Regions from separate parts of the Sus scrofa genome. Here region 2 is linked to region 1. A link is a contact called in public Hi-C data. All regions are on one chromosome and are shown on one strand. The core of a region is the stretch at or near the end of the contact, and the rest is flanking DNA. Distances in the headings are between cores, read along the strand shown. Region 1 has its middle 220 kb from the start of ZPLD1. Region 2 overlaps NXPE3 (NXPE family member 3).

Evidence for each region. Hi-C and Micro-C count contacts between places; a contact is called where the count stands out from the background.
Region 2: a Hi-C map of retroperitoneal adipose tissue shows a contact between it and region 1, with 2.8 times the contacts expected there. The contact joins two enhancer-like sites. A contact is called at or near these places in 1 of 5 promoter capture datasets (liver), 33 of 47 Hi-C or Micro-C datasets (adipose tissue, alveolar macrophages, blood and 17 more) and 2 of 2 datasets of contacts at active chromatin or transcription factors (alveolar macrophages and skeletal muscle).

The regions. Positions count from the first base shown.
Region 1 is chr13:156,905,573-156,910,052 of Sscrofa11.1, reverse strand. No RefSeq gene overlaps it. Among named protein-coding and RNA genes, the nearest start is that of ZPLD1, 220 kb to the right of the region's middle. Within about 2 kb of position 2,097, at least 8 of the 83 cell types and tissues checked have an H3K27ac peak or open chromatin away from gene starts, as enhancers often do. A contact at or near this core is called in retroperitoneal adipose tissue, where this site is marked.
Region 2 is chr13:157,309,499-157,313,978 of Sscrofa11.1, reverse strand. NXPE3 (NXPE family member 3) reads left to right here. Exons shown (of 7, transcript XM_003132693.4): 5 at 943-1,016. Among named protein-coding and RNA genes, the nearest start is that of NXPE3, 26 kb to the left of the region's middle. Within about 2 kb of position 2,293, at least 4 of the 83 cell types and tissues checked have an H3K27ac peak or open chromatin away from gene starts, as enhancers often do. A contact at or near this core is called in retroperitoneal adipose tissue, where this site is marked.

The DNA of each region.
Region 1 (4,480 bases), core at 848-3,347:
TCTAGTTAAAACTGCAATGCCCTCAGCACTCCAGTCACTCCCTTACCATGTTGTTTTTCCTTTTTATTTTTTTCCCCAGGGAACTCCTCACCTCTTAAAAATCTATGTAATTTATTTTTTGTATGTTTATTTTCTGTCCAAATATACATAAGTCCCATGAAGACTTTTTTATCTCCAGTAAAAAGAAATGTTACTGGAACATAGCAATTACTCAATGCTGATGATTAAATGGAAAACATGAAAGTTGGCACATAACACTGGAATAATGTCTAAAAACTCAGAAAAAGGAAGATTTTCAGATATCTTGGGTGCAAAAGAATTTCCTTTCAGGATGAGAAATTTTTACTTCTCAAATATGTGTGGTAGATTAGTGCTATAAATGGTGAAGTTGGAAACGAAGGAACTTGGAGTTTCTGGCATTCATTTGTTCCCAGAACAGTTCCTTATACCTGTGGATCTCAGGCTAGTCCCTCAAAATGAAGCCTGGCAGAGGTGTTAGAAACTTCTACTAGCATTGTGCCTGGGAGCTTGGTAAAAATGAATATTTCTATCCCCTGTGTGGGGCCTATGAATCTGCATTTTAATTTTGCAACCTTGTAATTGTTTTAAGCAAGAGCCACAATTAAAAAGAAAACTGACCTATTTATTTACAAGTCAAGGATATTAGTTTTCATAGGAAGTTCATGTCCAGTCAGGGTTTTAAAGACTTCAAGTTTGCTCTATTTCCACAAAAAGGTGGGATAGGCTTCACTGGGCAGTGAGGGGTATCAAGGGACCACCACTTAACTCTGTTGACCTTAAAAAAAAGCTATTTACCAGAAAAATTATTTATTCAGGAATAGCAGAGAATTGCAATTCAGGACAAGCAAACTATGGTGAACCGTAATCAAGGCATATGCACACTGATTTGTATTGAACGACTGGTCAACAGGGTCCTGCTGTATAACACAGAGAACTCTACCCAATATTCTATGATAATCTATATGGGAAAGTAATCTGAAAGAGAATAGAAGTGTATACATGTATGAATGACTGAATCACTTTGTTGTATAGCAGAAATTATCACAGCATTGTAAATCAACTATACTTCAATAAAACTTTAAAAAATAATAAGAAAAGGAACAGAGGAGAGGGGCTTGCTTTTATAGAGGAAAAGAGGAAGTTGGAAGGAACTGTTTTGAGGAATCCAAGTTGGTAAATGTGTTTAAATGGTGAACTCTTGCTGGGCAAAGTGAATTTCTTCCTTTCTCCTTCTGGGCTCTGATTAATAGTGAGAGCTCCCCCTTTATGACTTTATTTTAAAGATTACCTTTATTTATTTTCATAACTCCCAGTTTCTAGGAGCTGTCTTCAAAACTTTCCAAGACTGATGTATTTCAAGGGCAATTAATTTTCAGGATGAATTCAGTTCTGAGCAATCCATGGCTGATTTTTAGCACACAGTGTCATCTCCCTCTTGCCAAAGAAGTGTCTGAGAAAAACCAGAGAGATTTAGAACAGACAGCCCAGTGACAGGAGTTCTTTCATCCATGAGCAGTATCTCTCTAAAACCTGATTCTGGGCCAGTAAGGCATACTTATTTTCCGAGATTGCCCAGGATTTTTTTTTTTTGGATTCTTGTAGCACTCCTAAAACTTCCATCTTCAAATCCCTGACCTGTGCCAATTTCTCAGTTAACTGGCAAGGTTACCTTAGACATTTTCTGCTCCACACTAATGCTGTACCTCTAATGTCTATTTGGCTTTGTCTTCTTTCCCCATCCTTATCTTAAAGAAAAAGTCCTGTAAGTATTCTTCATCTATAATCTTATCTGCAAATTTTTTTTTCCTTAAAAGGGTCCTAGAAGAAATCACTAATCCAACCTCAAGAGCCATGGAACTTTTTTACTACATGTCTTATATTTCTTTTCTCCTCTTCCCTCCAGTATGTTTCTTCTCACCTGTTTTTACTTCCTTTGCACTTTCTTGGGTAGATGTGTCCCTTTTATTTTCAATATTCTCTCTCAATTCAGACCTCCTTTTCTCTTGAGTACCTTAGGCTCATAGGATGTTGGAAGTGGAAAGTCCTTCAAGATCATTTGCTTTAAGACTCTCATTTTTTAAAGTAAAGATGCTGAAGACCAAACAGGTAACAATATTTGCCCAGGGTCCACAGCAAGGTAAAGGCAGGAATGAGCCCCTCTGATTCTCAGGTCAGTACCCTTCCATGGTGGGCTCTCCTTTTTTCTCTTTCTATAAGGCAGAGCTTATACTTGCCAGCTCAGGGGCCACATCTAACCCACTGCCAACTTTTCCTTGACCTGCATATAAATAAAAAAAATTATTTGTTATTTTTTAAAAGTGTAGAATTTCAGAAAAGATCTAGAGGTGGACTATATAGTGGTTCAGACCTTGTTTCCTGGGGATGAGAGCCCCAGTTTAAATCCCAGTTAGACTTCTTACTAACTGGTAATTTATGGAGGAGTTAATAAACCAACTTCCCTTCATTTTCTTCATCTATAAAAAGGGGTTGAAGTCTTTACCTCAATGAGTTTTTTTTTTTTTTTAATTAAGGCTTAAAATGTTATCCTTTTATTATCTCAGGGTTTCTGTAGGCCAGCAATCCAAGCATGGATTAGCTGGATTAGCATCTCATTTGGTATGGTTCACTGGGGTATATTCTAAACTGGGAGTTCTTGGGGAATGATCTTCTTTCAAGCTCATTTAGGTTGGAAGCGTTCAGTTCACTGAGATTATAGGACTGAAGTCAACATTTTCTTTTTGACTATTGACTAGGAATTGCTCTCAGCTTCTAGAGGGTGCTCAAAGGCCTTTGCCTGTGGCCCCCTCCATCTTCAAAGCCAGGAACAGAAAATCCCCCTTGCATGAAGTCCCTCTCACACTTCAAATCTCACTCATCAGACAGCCTCTCCTTTCAAAGGCTTATCTGGTTAGGTCAGATAATCTCTGCTTCTTAAAGATAACTGTTTCATAATCTAATCATGGAAGTGACTATCCCATCATACTCATGATTCATACCTCAAGGGAGGTGATTATATGGGATGTCTACACCAGAGGGTAGGAATCTCGGGAACCTACTGGGAATTCTTTCTTTTGTACTATGAGAATCCAAGAAGCTTAATAAATGGCAGTACATATAAAGTTCTTAAAACAGTGCCTAATAAACAAGTGCTGTGTGTGTCTGTTATCATCTACTTTTTATTATTATGGTCATGCTGTTTTGATTCTGACTCAGAATCAGGAAGCTTATCCTGTTTGTATCCCTTCTGGCCCTTGTGTGCTGCTCCCTCATCTACCTGTGTGTATATCCTCTGCCTCCAGGCACCAATTCCATTACTCTAAGTTCTCCATAAGAAGAACTTTTAAGAACAATGAAGTTTTGTAAATTCACTCTTATCTGGAGGGACAAGTTGTCTGGAATTTTTAAAGTATGGAATAATAATAACATTAAATCCTACTACATAGCACAGGGGACTATATCCAATCTCTTATGATAGAACATGATGGAAGATGATATAAGAAAAACAATGTATACATATGTATGACTGGGTCACTTTGCTGTACAGCAGAGATTGACACAACATTGTAAATCAATTATACTTTAATAAAAAATTTAAAAAATGATAGCATTAAAGAGGACAAAATGCAGTTGCATCACTTCAGGTCTGTAGAATAATGCTAAGGTTTAGGGCTTGCTGAGCTGGGCTATCAGGGCTAGAGAGGTGTGTTTTAAACTGCTGCTATAGACTCCTTAGTAAAGAGGGAAATCAGTTGAGGAAGGTGTCATTAGAATTTAAAACATGGAATACAATAGATATGTTCCAATTTTTGGTATATAATAAGGGCAAAAATTGTTCTGTAAAATCCCTTTACTTGCATATTCATGTTTGTATTGGGAAACGTTGAAAAATGCATTTCTCACTGCGAGTCGTTAACTAAGTTGGAAAGCCAATGCGCTAGAGAAACTTGTTTCTTAATAATTAGATATGGATAATACTTAATTGACACTTCTAATGGATTTAATAGAATATTTCTAAATTACTCTTTTGAGAAGGCTCTTTTTATATTATTTATTTGCTTAACAAACCATGTTGTCAAAGGTTCAGGGAAAATTCCATTACCAAAGGATTGTGTAAGAGACTTGTCATCCAGCAGATATGCTGAGGTAATCTAATATGACATATTTACAAAAATAATAATAACCTTGTATAATAAATCTTTTTTTTTGTTTTTTTGGTTCTTGTCCATGTTCATGAGGAAAATTTGAGAGTATAATACATAGCTTATATTGTTAGTATAGTGGAGAGGATTTAGCTGTTAACAATTCTTTATTCTTCCATTGGGTGCAATTTCCTTGTGCCACTTCAATCAGTGTTCACCAAGGCCCATGTTCTGGCTACCTGGCAACAAATACCTTAAACATATTCTATGAGCTGAACTTTCATGGCATTCTCTATTCTTCCTGGTGGCTTGAAGGCTGT
Region 2 (4,480 bases), core at 1,044-3,543, 400 kb before region 1:
GTGCAAGAAGCCTAGTTATTATAACCTAGTTTCCGGAATAGTTACACCGTGTTTTCAGTATACTTTTCCCTCACCTTTTCACACAGCCCTCCATCAGATATTTTCTGAGTATGGACGCTAGTCCAGGGCCTGTGCTAAATGCTAAAGATGAAAGGTGAATGGGACTACAATCTCTGTCTTTCAGGACTACCCATCTTATTAAGGAGAACAGAAGCTACAGAGTCGTAATGGTGAACATGGGTACATGCATGAGCATGTGTCTGGAGACAGAGGGCCACAATTAGGATTCAGCTCTGGACGAGGCCTAAGGAATCTGATGTGTGATTTAACGCTCAATAGACTTGTAGCCTGAAAACTAAGTAGTGACAAAACAGACATTCTAATCAGTGTGGGCCGTTCTCTGAGTCTAAGGGGAAGCAAGTAATTCGAACAGAATTTGTCATTTTGGAGTTCACACTCTTTTTTTAAGGGCCTTACTTGTGGCACATGTAATTTCCCAGGCTGGGGTCAAAGTGGAGCTGCAGCTGCCGGCCTATGCCACAGCCACAGCAATGCTGGATCTCAGCCTGTGACCTAAGCTGCAGCTTGCAGCAGTACCAGATCCTTAACCCACTGAGCAAGGCCAGTATCCTCATGGATACTAGTTGGGTTCTTAGCCCATTGAGCCATAATAGGAACTCTTAGAGTTTGCACTCTTAGGAAGAAGCAGTGAAAAATTAAGAACCTATGTAATTCTTACTCAGTTTTTATATCCATATATTCTGCTTATTGTAAGATACCTGGTTTATTAATTATCAGTTGTATTGATTAACATTTACCAAGAATATTTCATCTTAATAAAGCTCTGTGAAATCTTGCCCATTTAAAACTGCAAATAAAGATGCATTTTGGAAAGTAAATGTTCCTTAATCTAAGCTTATACTCTTTTTATTCCTCTTAAAGTGGTGTCAATATCAAAATGCCAATCAACTCCAGTGGACCTGACTGGGTGACTGTGATTCCCAGGAGTATAAAAGGTAAAGAGCAAAGAGCTGGATGATTTGTTGTTTTTCCTGCTAAGGGTTTTGAGGCTCTGCAGTTTCACTAATGTTACAAAACCCCTTTTTCCCCTTTAATATGCCCTGGTTGCTACTGAGCATAGTTTTAAATCCTTCCAGGCGATTTCGATCCACTAGTATAGGATATTATTAAAAGTAAAAGAATGAAGTTTAAAAGAGTAAATGTATGTGTTTTGTTTTTGCAGAATAGATATAATTATTCATAGTGACTTGTAGAAAGAAAGGCCGAATATTGTTAAAGAGGCTCATGGAGATGGCAGGTGATCCCTTTTTGGCCTTTTGGCTAAGATCAAGTGCAGATGGCACACGAGGTCCTTTTAGCTGTTGAAAGTGTGTATGTAGTATCCCACAGGGCGGATGATGTAAATGCTAATGCCACAGGTAGGTAACACGCAGGAATCCACCAGGATGGGTATTGGCTACGTGCATGCCTTGTGTAAATGGTGGGGAAGGAACCTTAGAGCAGGGACATTCTAAAGGGGGCAGCCTCTCAGTTCTGTGCATTGTTGCCACGCAGAAACGTAGACCTAGTGTGGGCAGATCTGTGGATTTTTTTTCCGTGAAAAACTGGAAGTCTTAATTTTTGATATGATGTCTCCAGATTTCAAAACATTGGTATCTAGGAGTTCCTGGTGTGGCTCAGTGGTTAACAAATCTGACTAGTATCCATGAGGATGTGGATTCGATTCCTGACCTCACTCAGTGGGTTAAGGATCCAGTGTTGCCGTGAGCTGTGGTGTAGGTCGCAGAGGCGGCTTGAATATGGCATTGCTGTGGCTCTGGCGTAGGCCGGTGGCTACAGCTACAATTCGACCCCTGGCCTGGGAACCTCCATACACTGTGGGTGTGGCTCTAAAAAGACAAAAAAAGAAAAAAACCAAAAAACCCAAAAAACTAACATTGGCATTCAGTTAAAAACTTTTAAAATATTGTGTGAGCTAAATAATATGGTCCAGCTGTAGGCAGGACAGTGCCAGTTTGTATCTCTGGTCTTCACTGTCATGTGCCACAAGAAATCCCAGTCTTTTCCTAATGAAGAGCTGTATTTCATTTACTTAAACCCAGTGAGTTATTAATTATAGAGGACAGAAATGTAAAACATCCCTATTGTCTGCTTGGCCCTCAACCCCACAGCTGAGATGTCAGTAAACATGGTACCTCCCAGTAGCACTGTACTCTTCACACTTAGGTCTGACACTGCAGGAGGCCCCATCCCACTACTGCATCTGTCCTTCTCTTCCACAGCCCTGGTTGTCTGACTTGCCCACCTTGTAATGTCTCTGACTGGCCAGTGGGATGGTCAGTAGGAGGAGGTTCAGATGATTCACTTGCACCTGACATGTCTTGGGGTTCAGCCAGGAAGGGGTTGTGGGTTTGTGATATACTCTTCTGTTGAGAGAGAAGATTCAGTAACTTGTGAGGCTTTTGATGGATTTTTAGAGGAAAAGAGCAACCATGAATCAGTAGGAACAGAGTAGCCTGGTTTTGAGAAAACCATCTCGGGACAGGTAGATAATTGGAAAGAAAATAGAAGGGAAATTGCTTTATTTAATGTCAAAGAACTCCCAGCTATGGAGTTCCTGTTGTGGTGTAGAGGAAACCAATCCGATTAGTATCCATGAGGATGTGGGTTCAATCCCTGGCTTGGCTTAGTGGGTGGGGGATCTGGTGTGGCTGTGAGCTGAGGTGTAGGTCCCAAACTTGGCTTGGGTCCCGCATTGCTGTGGCTGTGGTGTGGGTTGGCAGTTGTAGCTCAGATTCGACCCCTAGACTGAGGGCTTACATATGCTGCAGGTGTGGCCCTAAAAAGCAAAAAAAAAAAAAAAAAAAAAAAAAAGTCCAGCTTGGGGGAACTTCAAGAAGTTCACCTTAGTGACCAGCAGGGGGCACTTAAAGATCGTAAACGAAGGGCTCACGTTGTTCCTTCCATTCCTTCTTCCCTGTCTCCCTTCATTCCTTTTCCTCTTTTAAAAATGTTTTGTTCTCAGATAATTTTAGATTTAAGAGTTGTGAAACTATAGTACAAAGTTCCTGTATAGCTTTCACCCAACTTCCCCTAATGTTTGACATCTTAAGAAATCACAGAAACTTATCAAACCTAAGAATTTAACGTTAGTACAATATGATGATCTAAACTGCAGAGTTTTTTTGGATTGCATCAGTTTTTCCACTCATGTCCTTTCTTTGTTCCAGGATCCAGTGCAGATCTCACTTTGCATTTAATTGCACATTTCTTTTTATTTATTTATTTATTTATTTATTTAGTCTTTTTAGGGCCACACCCGTGGCATATGGAGGTTCCCTTCCAGGCTGGGGTCAGATCAGAGCTATAGCTGCTGGCCTATACCACAGCCACAGCCATGCGGGATCCTAGCTGCGTCTGTGACCTATAGCCACAACTCATGGCAATGCCAGATCCTTAACCTACTGAGCAAGGCCAGAGATTGAACCTGCGTCCCTGTGGATGATAGTCAGATCCGTTTCTGCTGAGCCAGGATGGGAACTCCCAAGTTGCTCATTTCTTCAATCTTCCTTCTGTGACAGATCCCCTGGCTCTTGTTCTATCTTTTTGATACTTTTGAAGAGCATTGGTCAGTTGTTTTTTTAGAATCTTTCTAGATTTGGGTTTGTCTAATGTTTTCTTTTGATTGAAATGAGGTTATGCAGTTTGGGAAAGACTAGGACAAAAATGATGTTGTGTGTCAGTTTATATTAGTAATGATGTTAACCTTGATCACTTGGTTAAAGAAGTGGTGTCTGCCTGGGTTTTCCACTCTATATTTACTCAGTGTTCTGGGGAGATACTTTGAGACTGTGGTAGGCTGAATAATGTCCCCTAAAGACATCCAGATCCTAATCCCTCACATTTGTGACTGTTACCTTATACGGCAAAAGAAACTTTGCATACATGATTAGCTTAATGGTTTTGAGATGAGGAGAGATTATCTGAGTGGGCCGTAGATACAATCATAAGTGTTCTTTTAAGAAGGAGGCAGAGGGAAAGTTCATAAGAAGACAGAAGGCCATGTAAAGATAGAAACAGAGATTTGAAGATGCTGTGATCCTGTCTTTAGAAGTGAAGAAGGGGGCCATGAGTCAAAGAATACAACTCTAGAAAACATGTCTTTCTGTTTCAGCTAGAAATGTGGAACTGAATCCATACTAGATCCTTCAGCTAGAGCATGGCTCTGCCGACACCTTGGTTTTGGCCCAGTGATACTCATTTTGGACTTCTGGCTTTCAGAACTATAAAATAACAAATTTGTATTGTTTTAAGCTACTAAATTTGTGGTAATTTGTTACAGCAGCTGCAGGAAACTAATACAGAGTCTATGTAGCATTCTGTTTCTGCTTCAACTCTCAACTGCTGACTTGAGCATCATGCCTAGAACTCCCTGCAGCAGTTATTTCTGTGGTGTTCT